Linked DNA regions of Triticum aestivum: region 1 is linked to region 2. Evidence: chromatin contacts called from public Hi-C data. All regions are on one chromosome and are shown on one strand. Each heading gives the region's core, a stretch centred on a gene start, on an enhancer-like site or on the middle of the called end of the contact. The rest is flanking DNA. Distances are from core to core; before and after follow the strand shown. Region 1 holds the start of LOC123159093 (leucine-rich repeat protein 2). Region 2 holds the start of LOC123161194 (quinone-oxidoreductase QR2).

What was found. A called contact is a pair of places that touch in the nucleus more often than the background predicts.
Region 1: a contact with region 2 is called in a Hi-C map of leaf, with 4 times the contacts expected there. The contact joins the promoter of LOC123159093 here to the promoter of LOC123161194 in region 2. A contact is called at or near these places in 3 of 5 Hi-C or Micro-C datasets (all in leaf).

Annotation. Positions count from the first base shown.
Region 1 is chr7B:582,192,708-582,199,223 of IWGSC CS RefSeq v2.1, reverse strand. It overlaps LOC123159093 (leucine-rich repeat protein 2), which reads left to right and starts at 2,696. Exons shown (of 6, transcript XM_044576897.1): 1 at 2,696-3,045; 2 at 3,426-3,497; 3 at 3,589-3,732; 4 at 4,010-4,081; 5 at 4,172-4,243; 6 at 4,536-5,109. The coding sequence starts at 2,819. The coding sequence ends at 4,605.
Region 2 is chr7B:581,931,018-581,937,495 of IWGSC CS RefSeq v2.1, reverse strand. LOC123161194 (quinone-oxidoreductase QR2) reads left to right here and starts at 2,355. Exons shown (of 2, transcript XM_044579045.1): 1 at 2,355-2,599; 2 at 2,707-3,445. The coding sequence starts at 2,577. The coding sequence ends at 3,298. It overlaps LOC123161195, which reads right to left. Exons shown (of 8, transcript XR_006480594.1): 5 at 6,030-6,076; 6 at 4,853-5,165; 7 at 3,859-4,289; 8 at 3,384-3,746.

The DNA.
Region 1 (6,516 bases), core at 1,447-3,946, 260 kb before region 2:
GGGAGTTATGGTGGAGGGGGGCATTGATGGGGAGAGGAAGAGAGGTAGGACAAAAAGAGATGTGAGAGAGGCCATTTATGAAGGAGAGTTATGGTGGAGGGGGACATTAATGAGGAGAGAAGAGAGGTAGGAGGAAGAGAGAAGAAGAGCAACAATGATGGAGAGTGGAGAGGGGAAAGGAGGGGGAGAGAGGGCAAAGTGGGGAAGAGGAGGGGGAGGGAGTGAAAAGGTGGCACCAGCCGCAACTAGCAGTAGTGCTGCTTACCAAAACACGCTGCTGCTACCGTAGTTAGTAGCAGCGCTTTCCCGGAGAAGCGCTACTACTAAGTGGGGCCCATTAGCAGTGGCGGCACAGTAAAATACAACACTACTACTAAACTATTAGTAGTGGCGCTGGATTCTGTACAACGCTGGTACTAGCTATCGTCGGTGGCCTCGTCTGTTCCCACATAGTAGTAGCGTGTTTTTATTTTCCAGCGCTACTGCTATAGACAGAGTAATAGCGCTTCCCTGGATCAGCGCTACTGCTAACTAGCAGCAGCGGTGACTATTTTCCAGCGCTACTATTAAGCTCCTGTGTATAAGGCGTAAACACCTGAACCTCGGCACTGCCACCATGACCACAAGAACCAGGCTCATCCACCTGCCCCTCAGCCCCAACATCCCCACCATGGGGCACATTAGGAAAACCATCGAACAATGATCGGCTGACGACCATCACAACCCAGTTTTTTCTTCTGAAAGTTCCAGCGACTACCAGCATTTCATTGATTAAGAAGGTAGTAGAAAATTTACATTGCCGCACGGCAAGGATAAATAAAATTAAGAGAATGTAAAAAAGAAGGGACAGGAGGTCTATCTACAGATCCCCTAACGATCCAAGCAAGCACTTGGCACCTGCTAGTCTCCAGTTATGTAATGCAAGCCTAATGGCATGCACCACGTCGTCAACTGAAGCCCAACGTTCGTGCCGTTTCTTTCTTTCCATAGCTACCATGCCAAAAACCATACCTGTGTGCAAGAACCACGCAACATCACCAAAGAGCCAACGATGAAAGAAAAGAAAGGCACCAATCCGGATGGAGAGCGGTAGCCGAAACAGGAAGAAGACCAGGACGGCCAGCCCGTACAGCGGCGACTGAAGCGCCCCCCACCCACAGCAGGAAGACGCCCATAGAAATCTCAGTCATCAATCACCTCACCCAGTCCCATACCAAATCAAAAATCCCCTTTGACTGGGGTCGCGATGGGCGGCGCAAGGCACATACACGCTGCGGAGAAGGCGAGAAGAACACAACATGGAGCTAACGGCTGTGGGAGGAGCAGTGGGAAGAACCGGATGCAGCACGGGTGCTCAATCCTAGGGTTTGTCGGGGTGTCAGCTTGGTTTTTTTGTTGGGAAGAGATAGGCCCGAGGGTTGCTGGACTCGGATCTAGATGGGGGCTGCGGCGGTGGAGGAGATGGCCGGTGGCGGCCACAGATGGGTGAGAAGTTGGGCGGCGAGTCGGGAACAAGATATTGGAGGAAGAGATAGAGAGAGGGAGGATGTGTGGGGGTAGCGATAGCACGACGCAAACCGACCTGACAACTTTTTTTGATGGTTAAAAAAAACCGACCTGACAACTGGGACCTACGGGACAGGGGGACAATCGCCTGCTCGCCAGCCACGATTCACCAGGAGGGTGGATTTCCTGGGAGCTTAGTCACTAGTTAGATTGTACGTGTTCTCCATAGTGGCGTTATTTTCTATCATGAGCCTAAATTTTGATCAGTTATGTTCCATTATGTACTAATATTATATTCACTTTTGATTTCCTATATTGTAAATAAGAGTCTTGAGATCCCTTAAGTCTTCAGGTATTTGTGCTTAGTGAAACGAGGGGTAGATACATTTGTCTTTCTTCATCCACCAAAGAAAAGTTGATATTTACTTTTTGAACTTGATATCGAGGTTTTAGGGAAAACTAACTAGTGGGATTGAGATTGCCGTCAAAAGATTGACATCATCATCTATTCAAGGTTCAGCAGAATTCACTACTGAGATTGAAATAACTGCAAATCTTTAAAACTGCAATGTAATTAGGATACTTTGGTTTTGCATTCAGAGGGAAAAGGGATTTATGGGGTTTCAAATTCAACAAGAAAGAGATGATTCTTGTGTACGAATGCATGCCAACCAAGAGCTTGGTCGGTGACCCTACTTTTTCAGGGTAAGAAGGGGCAGAGAAAATGCCTCGAGCTGAGGTCTATTTTCTCTACAACTATGTTCACTGAGACTTCAATTCTAAATTGTTCTATCGAGATTTTAAAGATTTTTTACGATTCAGGTGTCAATTCAATTTTAATCTTGCGGTGGTTATATGGATCCTTGAGTATATCGTGTCTAGTAGGAAATTCTCAGCGAGGTCTGATGTGTATGGCTTCGACATCATGGTTCCTAAGATCATGAATTTGCTTTTGCCTGCATTATATCTTTGAGTTCCATGTACAAGCTTTTTGATCGGTTCGTTCCATCTTTCCTTTTTCATTTTCTACCTCCTGTCCTTGTCACTTTTCATTACTGACGCAACTTCCACCCCAGTGAGCCTTTGCAGATAAAATGATTCCACCGCGTGCTCGGTCCAAAGTTTGACCGTGGACTTGGTACCCATCCTTCGCCGTATTGACCACACCACTCGGTCACGCAGCGCCTTTCCCATTTCCACAACCACCCGTCCTCCTCCTCCCACGCTACAGCAGAGCAGAGCAGAGCAGCAGCAGCAGCTCCGTCGATCTCCTCCGCCCTCCTCCCCCCGCGCCCGGCCTCTCCTCGCCGCCATGGCGCCCCGCGTGCCCTCCTCCCTCCTCCTCGTCGGCGCCGCCCTGCTCCTGGGCCTGGCGGCCGGCGCGGCGCGGGCGTCCAACGAGGAGGGGGACGCGCTGTACGCGCTGCGGATGCGGCTGTCGGACCCCAACGGCGTGCTCCAGAGCTGGGATCCCACCCTCGTCAACCCCTGCACCTGGTTCCACGTCACCTGCGACAGCGCCAGCCGCGTCGTCCGCCTGTAAGCTACAGTCCTTCCCCTCTCGCTCAATCAAGCTTTTATCTTCAAGGGTTTCCCAGCGCTTGCTCAGATTAGCCCAGAAACAAAGCTCGATTTAAACTACTACTAGGTCAAGCTGCTTGCGTGCCGGCAAAGGATATCCATGGTCTTTCATCTTTGGTCTTGCACTTGCTTCTTGTTTAAGGGATTGATAGCTTAAGCAATACTAGTTGAATAATCATACTAACTGTTCATTCAAAAGGGCCGATTTGTATATAAAAAAGAACAACTTGCAAGCATAATCAGTAGTTGTGGCGTCTGTCTGTCATAGTTCAACAATATTGCATCCTGTTGGTTGGATAACCGTGTTGTCTGACACTCTTTATGGCAAACTTCTGCAGGGATTTAGGCAACTCCAACGTCTCCGGCTCCATCGGCCCCGAGCTCAGCCGCCTTGTGAATCTTCAGTACCTGTATGTGCCCCTACGATGATGAATTCCACCGTTTCTGTTATTCGAACGGAACAAAATGGTTTGATTTTCTCAATTGGAACTTGATTTGCAGGGAGCTGTACAGGAACAACCTCAACGGCGAGATCCCAAAAGAGTTGGGCAAGCTGAAGAATTTGATCAGCTTGGATCTGTATGCCAATAAGCTCACCGGAAGAATCCCCAAGTCCCTTTCCAAGCTCAGCTCACTGAGATTCATGTATGTATTATCCTCTGATTGAAGTTAATTCCTCCACAGTACAAATGCCCCCTCTAAAAAAACTACTCCTAATTCATGGCATCTTTCTTTAGTCCAAGTGGTGTACCCAAAATGGCTGGGAAGTTGTGCCCATAATTCTGAATAAACTGAAATGCAATTTAAAATTTTGCTTTTGGCATAGTTAAGCATTAAATGTATGAAAAGGATCTAAGTTTGTCTCTCCTAATTCATATATGAACATTTTTCCCTAAGTGAGTACTAAAGCAATTTCTTATAGGCGTTTGAACAACAACAAACTTGCTGGATCAATTCCACGGGAGCTGGCCAAACTCTCCAACCTGAAAGTCATGTGAGTGTGCATCTTAACATATGTATACCGGATTTAGTTGTGCTGTTGATTCTCTATGGTTGCTGACTTTTAAGCCATTGTGACATGCAGTGATTTGTCTAACAATGACTTATGTGGGACGATCCCCGTCGATGGTCCATTCTCAAGCTTCCCTCTTCGAAGGTATATCTCAAAGGCCACTAGCATGTTTTGTAGAACCAATGTGCATCTGGAGTCCTAAAAAGCTCAGACATTTGTACTGTAATTCTTAAGGGCGATGGTCTAGTTTTTCATGATTGCATAAGCTAGAAATGTTATGATGATGGTGTTTGAAATCATGTCTCATGAGTTTTTTTTCCGGACTGCTGAGTCATTCATAACTCATAAGTTGATAGCTCTCATATCAAATATGGCATCTTCTCTGTGAGTGGGTTCATGCGATGAATGCTAATAAGACATAACTGTTATTTTTCAGCTTCGAGAACAACAGCAGGCTGAACGGCCCGGAGCTGCAAGGATTGGTTTCCTATGACTTCGGATGCTAGGAAGCACCGATGCACACGACAATGCACGTGGAAGGAAGGCAAAAAAATATAGTAGTACAACAAATAGTGTGGAGCCTAGCACTACAACATGTATGGCTTGCGATACATGCAGCAGAAGATGAAGAAGGTATGTGAGCGTAGGGTCTGCGTTCGGTACTCAGACCGCAGAAGGAAAAGAATGGGATGTGAGAAGTCTTAGCTTGATCGATTGTTATTGCCGTATTGTAAATTGTAATAAGCTGCTTAGTACCGCAGCTATGCTGACCGCTTGGGTCCGTTTAGCAAGCCTTTGCCAGTTCGGAACTAAATCCGGGCTGTTGAAGAATGTATCTCAAGTTTTATCTACAAATGATGCACATCTCTTTGCTATGTTAGTATGGTTGAAGTACAAGCATTGTAGTGCAAAACAATATGAAGACTTTGTTCATCCATGAAATGTACAATATGTACAGTGACACAATGTTAAGTGACATCGATAAACATGAGCTCCAGCGGTTGCCCGGATGATGGCAGCAATTGTAGCGAGGACAACCCGTTACAGGAGACGCAGCTGCTTTCCATACTGATGAAGTTGGGTACGATTTTTGTATTATCTTAACAATTGATGGCTGTTATTCAGTGTCGTACGCAGATCATACGTAATCCATTAGAATCATCAGAAATTCAAAAGGATGCCACAAGACACACCTATTAGATATGCTATGTCATTGAATCAGTGATAGTCTTTATCATTTGGATCCAATATTTTAATGCTTCTGAACATTCAGATTCAACTTAACTGAACCAAACTAGTAATTTTAATGCTTTTCTGTTGGAGCTAACATGAATGCACCATTGATATCCCACCCAGTAGTAGTCATATAAGCATGAATCATCTGTGAAAACCACTTTCAATTCAACCAGTGAGCATGTTGTTGTGCTGCTTTTCATGCTAACTAAAGTTACCTGACACTGAAGACTAAGACAAGATTACAGAGAGAACTGGAGAATCAGAAATAAAAATCGTGCCTGCATACCAATCCTGCGAGAGAGAAAAATGTTGGTTCTAATGAGTGGGTTACAGGCTTACAGTATCCTGAGTGGGTTACAGGCTTGCAACAGCGTTCGGTTTTCTTCCCCTTTTCCTCCTTTCAGTTGGGCATCGTAGGACGACAAATGATGAAAATGTGGCGTTATAGTAGTAGAGGCACTTTCCCAGTCTGTAGGTTTACGTGAGTTCTGATCTGATGGTGGCATTTTTCGTGCTGTTTCTGTTCTTCAGTGACAGTTGAGATCTAAATGGTTTTGGATTCAGCAAAAGGATAGCTGCATACCGGGCCTGGCGCAGAACATTTCGGGGCCACACAAGGGCTTAAAATCCCTTATGTGTACTTCGCTTTTGTTCGACGCAGCCCTGTTAGAACATATAATTGTTATGCCTTGTTGTGCCATGGTGATTTGTGTATAACAGGAATTCAGAATGAACTCAAGTTGGCATGTGCGAGTGCGAGTGCCTACAATATTCTCAGGTTGCATTTTTTCAAATGCTGAATGTTTAGTTCTTCTGGTAGGAGCTAGGGTTCTACCGGGTCTAGGACGGAGGTTGTAGGGGAAGGAAGGAGTTGGGCGTGGACGAGCTCGCGGTCGCCGGCGGCTGGGCGCCGTCGTGCGCGAGGGAGGAGGCGGCGCAAGGGCAGGAGGCGGCTAGGGTTTAGGGTTCCGGCTCCTCTCGGAGCCGGGCAATAGAAATAGTCTTATTGCTTAATTGCCAAAAGAGTCTTACAATTGTTTATATAACCACGATGCTAATAAAAATAAGATAACTTGTGGGCTAAGCCCCTAACTAAACCTTCCCAGTGGGCCTCCTCCGGGTATAAGTTACCCCGTCATAACTGTTAGAGTTATAATATAAGTCATGTACCCTTTTTGTAT
Region 2 (6,478 bases), core at 1,106-3,605:
AGTTTCACTGTTGGGCCTGCATCGCACATTTTTTAAAGCATCCTAGAGCCTGGCTCGCTGGAAACGCTCGAATCGGCAGTTTTTCATGAGCCAGGCCGAGCCGAGCGCAAGCGAGCGGGCCCTTGCACGAATGGAGACGGGAGGGATGCGAGGTGATTACCTGAGGTCTTCTTCAACCCCGAGTAAGCTCCTATCTAATCTCCTTCGTCCGATCTACACAACGGTGCTTCAATTCGAGGTAAGCTCTACACGAGAAAGATGCACCTCGATGCTACGGTTCCATTCAGGCGATCGGTTCGTAGTTTCGTCGGCCGTAAGTTCTTAATTTCGTCTTCCCGTTTGAAGCTATTCTGGACGAATTTTGTCAGATTCATTGCGCACGACGATCATTTGAAATTTCCTTTGACCAGCAGCCTAATCTCGCAGTTCCTCACAACATTCGTGTTGTATGTTTTTGGTTTCGACGATCATAGCTTCATCTCTCTTTGAACAACAGTCTACTGCAATGACGCTGCCATGTCTAGCTCCTCTGTCCTCTGCTCAGAGCCCTCCTATTCGTCCCTCTCGACGCTGAAGCCCTTCCCCTTGATCTACTTGCCCACGTCCTACTACACTAGAGTCGTTCCATGCGTCGCTCATCTCGGCCTACTCTTTGTCGTCCTCCTACTGCACTGACGCTGCAATGGCGCGCACACTACTTTCTTGTGCCCTCTACCTCCGTGCACACTGCAGTTCGCCGTGCCGCCGCCGAGGTCGATCATCTTGGCCTTCTCTCTCTCGCCCTACTACACTGGAGTTGTTTCCGGCGTCAATCATCTCGGCCTCCTCTCTCGTCCACTGCATTGACGATACCATGGTGCGAGCACTGCATTCTCCTCCTCTGTCGACTGTCTTCGCGCGAGTACCGTAACTAGTTCACGGACGGTGTCGCTCGCCGTGCCGCCGACGGGGTCGCTCATCCACGACTCCATGCTCGTCATGTCGGACATGGCGCCGTCACTATCCACCGCAGTCGCCATGGTCCAGCGCACACTGCATTTCTTCTCCCCATTCCTCTGCTAGCTCTTAACCTTGTGTGCTAAGTGCAAGTGCTAGCTCTTAATCATACCCCATGCGGGCAACCAAACAGCGTGTAGTTCTATGCACCGAGACAATGCAGGCAACCAAACAACGTGCCAAAGTTGATCCCTAATGCAGGAAGTCCATATGCAGGCAACCAAACAACTTGCAGATGTCGCATATGAGGCTGTTTTTCCATAGCTAGGCTGGGTTGAGATGTGTATACAATGCAACTACTGTTCACTACTGCAACCAAACATGCCCCTAGTCTTCCGACTCAAGGGCGCGCCACCGCCAATTCTCCTAAACAACATTTTTGGAAGAGCCAAAGTTATGGGTTGCCGCGGGTGCAAAGAAGCTAGAGGAAATGATTTTGCATGAGTAATTATCATGGTGTTGTAAGGGTTGATTGTAAAACTCTATTCTTCTCTTAATTAATATATATGATGCAAATCTTTTATCTGCATTTAAAAAAGAAAAAAACTCAATTGAACGTCACTTGGTAGGATACCCCTCCTCAAGCCGTCTGGACACAGGTAAATACACCTTGGCTCTCGGGTGCCCGTGGATTTGATATGGAAAATAATTTAGTAAACATAAAAGAAGTCAAAAATTCTAATACTTAAAAAAAACTTTTTGTGGGGTTAAAGGTATTTCATTGCTCAACTAGGAGGGAGGTCCTGCATACAGAGTTGTGGTACATTGGCAGGACCCGAACTGTTCCAGAGAGTCGTTCTATTGCCTTGCAAAATTTTAAGTTCAAACACATTACGAGATATTCCCGAAAAAAAACACATTACGAGATATGAGCTATGAAAAAACACAATCAGCATTGAATAGTGCCAAACAGTAACGTCACTATTCATTGCTGAATTTGTCTTTTTTACAGCTTGCATCCCGTAATGTATTTTAACTTGAAATTTCACATGACAATAGAATATCATCCTCTTAACATCCCACAATTTTTTTCAAAATATCGTCCTGTGATGTGTTTTAACTTGTTATGCCATACTACTACTAGTAGTAGTGTAATTGGTGTCTTATTTTTTATAATCAGCGTACAACAAAGTTTCATTCAGAAGAAAAAGTATCCCTTCCTCAAGCAACTTGCCAGTTACCAAAGCCTAAATGACCTCGCACAACCTAGGCTTTTCCGCTTTGCAGAGCAGCTTCCCTCATCATCATCACCTAACCCCGTTATTGTGGATTCCTCTTGCTTTTCCCTCATTACATATTGCGCACTGTCACACTTGATCATTCTAAATTACCAGTAGCGCTTAGCAGCCATGGCTTTTCCAAGATAGCGGACGCCATTGACACCACTGAACCAGTTTAGTGTATAGAACTACTGCTACCACTCCACTGAATCAGTTAGCATACCGCAGTCTTTCTATATAAATACCGGTGCCTCTCACTCTTCTTCCTTCACAAGCCAGACCGCGACAAGAAGCTAGGGCAGGAAATTTAGTTCGTATTAGGAAGAAACTAAAATCAAAGCAGATCACAACTCTGCAGCAATGGCGACCAAGATATACATCGTGTAAATCAATGCATGCTCCGCCTTTGGTCGCCCCTTTTTCTTCCGGCTAGCTAGCTCACTGTCACTGATCTGACCGGCCGCTCTGTATTATTTTCATTTATCCGCAGGTACTACTCGACGTGGGGACACGTCGCGACGCTGGCGGAGGAGATAAAGAAGGGCGCCGACTCCGTCCCCGGCGTCGAGGTCACCATATGGCGGGTGCCGGAGACGCTGCCGGAGGACGTGCTGGTGAAGATGCACGCCGCGCCGGTGCGTCAGGACCACCCCGTCATCACGGCGAGCCAGCTGGCCGAGGCCGACGGCGTCCTGTTCGGCACCCCGACGCGGTTCGGCATGATGGCCGCGCAGATGAAGACCTTCTTCGACTCCACCGGCGGCCTCTGGAAGGAGCAGTCTCTCGCCGGCAAGCCCGCGGGCGTTTTCTTCGCGACGGCCACCCAGGGCGGCGGCCAGGAGTCCACCGCGCTCACGGCCGTCACGCAGCTGGCGCACCACGGCATGCTGTTCGTGCCGGTTGGGGGCACGCACGGCGCCGGCATGCTGATCATGGACGAGGTCAAGGGCGGCAGCGCGTACGGGGCTGGCACCTTCGCCGGCGCCGACGGTGGCAGGGTGCCCACTGGCGCCGAGCTCGCTCTGGCGGAGCACCAGGGGAAGTACTTCGCCGGCATCGCTAAGAAGCTCAAGTCCGTCTGAAATCTGATTTACTACACCGTAATTCATGCAATGCAGTGCAAAGATGAACTCGTCATATATGTATGGAGCAGGATTTACACAATTCTGTAACACGTTCCCGTTCCTTTCCACTCTTGTTTAATAATAATAATAATACTCCCTCCAATAGTTGTTTGCTTATCAGCTCTGACTTTGACTTATTAATTCAAGCTTGACCTTTAATTTTTTAGGATAAAAATATAGGAAAAGAAGAACAAATGTTATTTATAAGATGAAAGCGGAGAAAAAAAGAAATTACAACCAGATTACATCCAAAAAGACACGCAGCTGCATGTATGCAAAGGAGGGACGCAACTGGTTAATGTCCTCCGCGACAGAGTATGCAACCTCAAGTAAGATGAGGGAGAAGTCATTGAAGATACGCACGATAACACATACTAGATCGACAGCGCGCCTTGGCGCGGGGTGCCTGTCGCATCAATGTGGTAAAATAGATAGTGATCAAATTAGTAGGGAGCACCTTTAAAAAATTTAGTAGGGAGCATAGTTTAGCGCTCATATTCAACAGGACAATGACTTACCTGGTCCAAGAGAACGAAGAAACATTCACTGGTATGAGAAGCAAGACATCATCAATTTCAACATGGTCATGGGATTATAAGGCCGCATCAAGTTCAGTCTGTTCATGAGATCACAAAAGCTAATTACCTGACACTAAATTCAGTACTAAGAGCATAAACATGAGAGAGCAAGTACTAAGAGTAGGATCATTATAAGTTATACTTGAGACATACATCAAGTACTACATACAAAACTTGAAAGTGTATTTTTTCTTTCCATAGGTACACAGCCTTTAGTATATCTCAACCAAAACAAATAAAACAATCTCCTAAGAGAATGTTCTACCGACAGAATGGGTGTAGTAAAGTCTCACTATTACAATGATACAGAATCATCTTGATGAAAAGCGGTGACCAATGGCCACGATTTTTTTTCTGTTAATCAGTCATACCTGCAATGGAGGTATAGTAGATCTATAAGACATCAATTATCTATTTACATAAATCTGGGTAAAATTATGTATTTGACCTATCAAAAAGGAAAAATGAATCATATATTCTTACTATTTTAAAACTAAACTTTGCATTGTGTGACTAATCGTCCTTGGACTCAATTCCAAGCACTTAGTGCCAATTTGAAGACCAAAACTAAATAAAACCATAAAGTTTAGACTTTTGTGCTTGCTCTGTGACAATGTTAGTGTAGCTGTGCAAATATAAGAACCATTAAATTCCTCTTATGCATTTTCCTGGAACAGAACAAATATACTCTCTCCGTTCCTAAATATAGGTCTTTCTAGAGATTCCAAATGAACTACCACATACGGATGTATATAGACACTCATTTTGCTTCGTATGTAGCCACTTGTCGAAATCTCTAGAAAGACCTATATTTAGGAACAGAGGGAGTATGTAGTTAATTTAGTAGAAATAATGGGTTTGGTTTGTTTCTAGAAGCAGAAGTACCCAATAAAAAGGAAGGATGAAATGAACAAAAACTCTAAATGTGACGGACCAAAAGCGGGAGAAAGCCACCAGCGCAAGTGGCCAACACCCGACGCTGCTGAAGATATCAATGACCACCGCCGGCCACACCCCCTGCTCGGCACTGTGTTGTGGGCTGGCGGCAAGGGCCATGACGACATCGGAGACCATGGTGGCATCTGGTCGTCAGCAACCATGGAGGCCCCCACCAGAGTTGTGGCCTACGGTGTTTCCATTTTGGGCCATCTCGATGGTGTGCTCCTCTATGCGGAGCAGCGACACAGATTACGCCCTGGCACATCACACGCTTGCCCTATCCACCCGGTGGTCCAACGCTTAGGCCACTGCACAGCATAGCCAGAGCAAGATATTGATTTGCATCCCTAAATAATACCAATAGAAAACATTACCATAAATACATATCCTCCATATTATCAATCAAAAGTACTTGAAACTAAAATTACAGAAGAACATTTATTTCATAAGAGCATAACCTAACCACATGCTAAATCAAACTGTCATTAATTTGAAAGTTCCATCATCAGCCAAACTCATCTCGAAGTTGTCATAAATCCATATCTTCGGTCTAAAATGGTCTACTTTCTTCATAAAGCAATCAACCAAACAAGTATCTTTTAAGAATGAGCATAGATACGACATCAGGAGCTCTCTCACAGAACAAACATGGGAACGTGTCAAGAATTAGCAAGACTAAAACAACAAACATGAATTGTGTGTTGCTTGCGGATTTGTAAAGAAAATAACATCTGAATGAAAAATCAAAATTACTACATGGTACATCATGAATTGTTGAGGAAGAAAATAAAGATGCGGGCTACAAAATTCAAAAGATTTCTCTCTGAGCCTACAATACTCACTTTGTTGCAATTATGAAGGAATAACAGCAAACGAGAGCCAGGAACACGCTAATAGCTATAATTCCATGATAATATCAAATCCAGTCTTCCACATACCCTTTGTCCTAGACCAAAAGAAATGCACAAATGGTGAGCGTTATAAGGAATTGTTCTTGGGTCAGTACAAAGCATACTAACCCCATTAAAATTCCATGCATGGAGGCGAGATTTAAGTACGATAATTAACCAACTCAACTGCAATAATTTTTTCACCACAGCTGATTGTAAAATAATGTTTTCACATGGATAATCAGAAGTAACAGGAAAAACCAAGATATGTGGCCTACTCACATGCAGCTTGTATGTAGGCAGTGGACAGAACAGAGAAGTTTTCCCCTCTGCAACATAAATAAGCATGTTCATGTTAAGAAACTAATTCATGTTAAGCCTACATAGGAACCTGGTGTGCATAACTGCAAACTATAAGCGCGTAGCTAACGGCCCATTGCCAGCATCTACATCGTAAAGTGTTACATTAATCGATAATAAATAGGTCAGACAAAGCTAAATGTGCTATTATTTCCCAGTGGAAAACCATGATATTCGAATCCCAGTTTGTAATGTTAATAGTAATTAAAGAACTGTGAAGCGGTGCTTCAAAACTTTAAATTGCAAAAGCAATAAACCTGGGAAGCAAAGCCTCCAGGACATGAATAGGAGGATAGCTCACATCAAAAATAGAATATGACCATTTATGCTAGTCAACCAGAAGGCCAGTTGAATATACGCAATTAATTGCT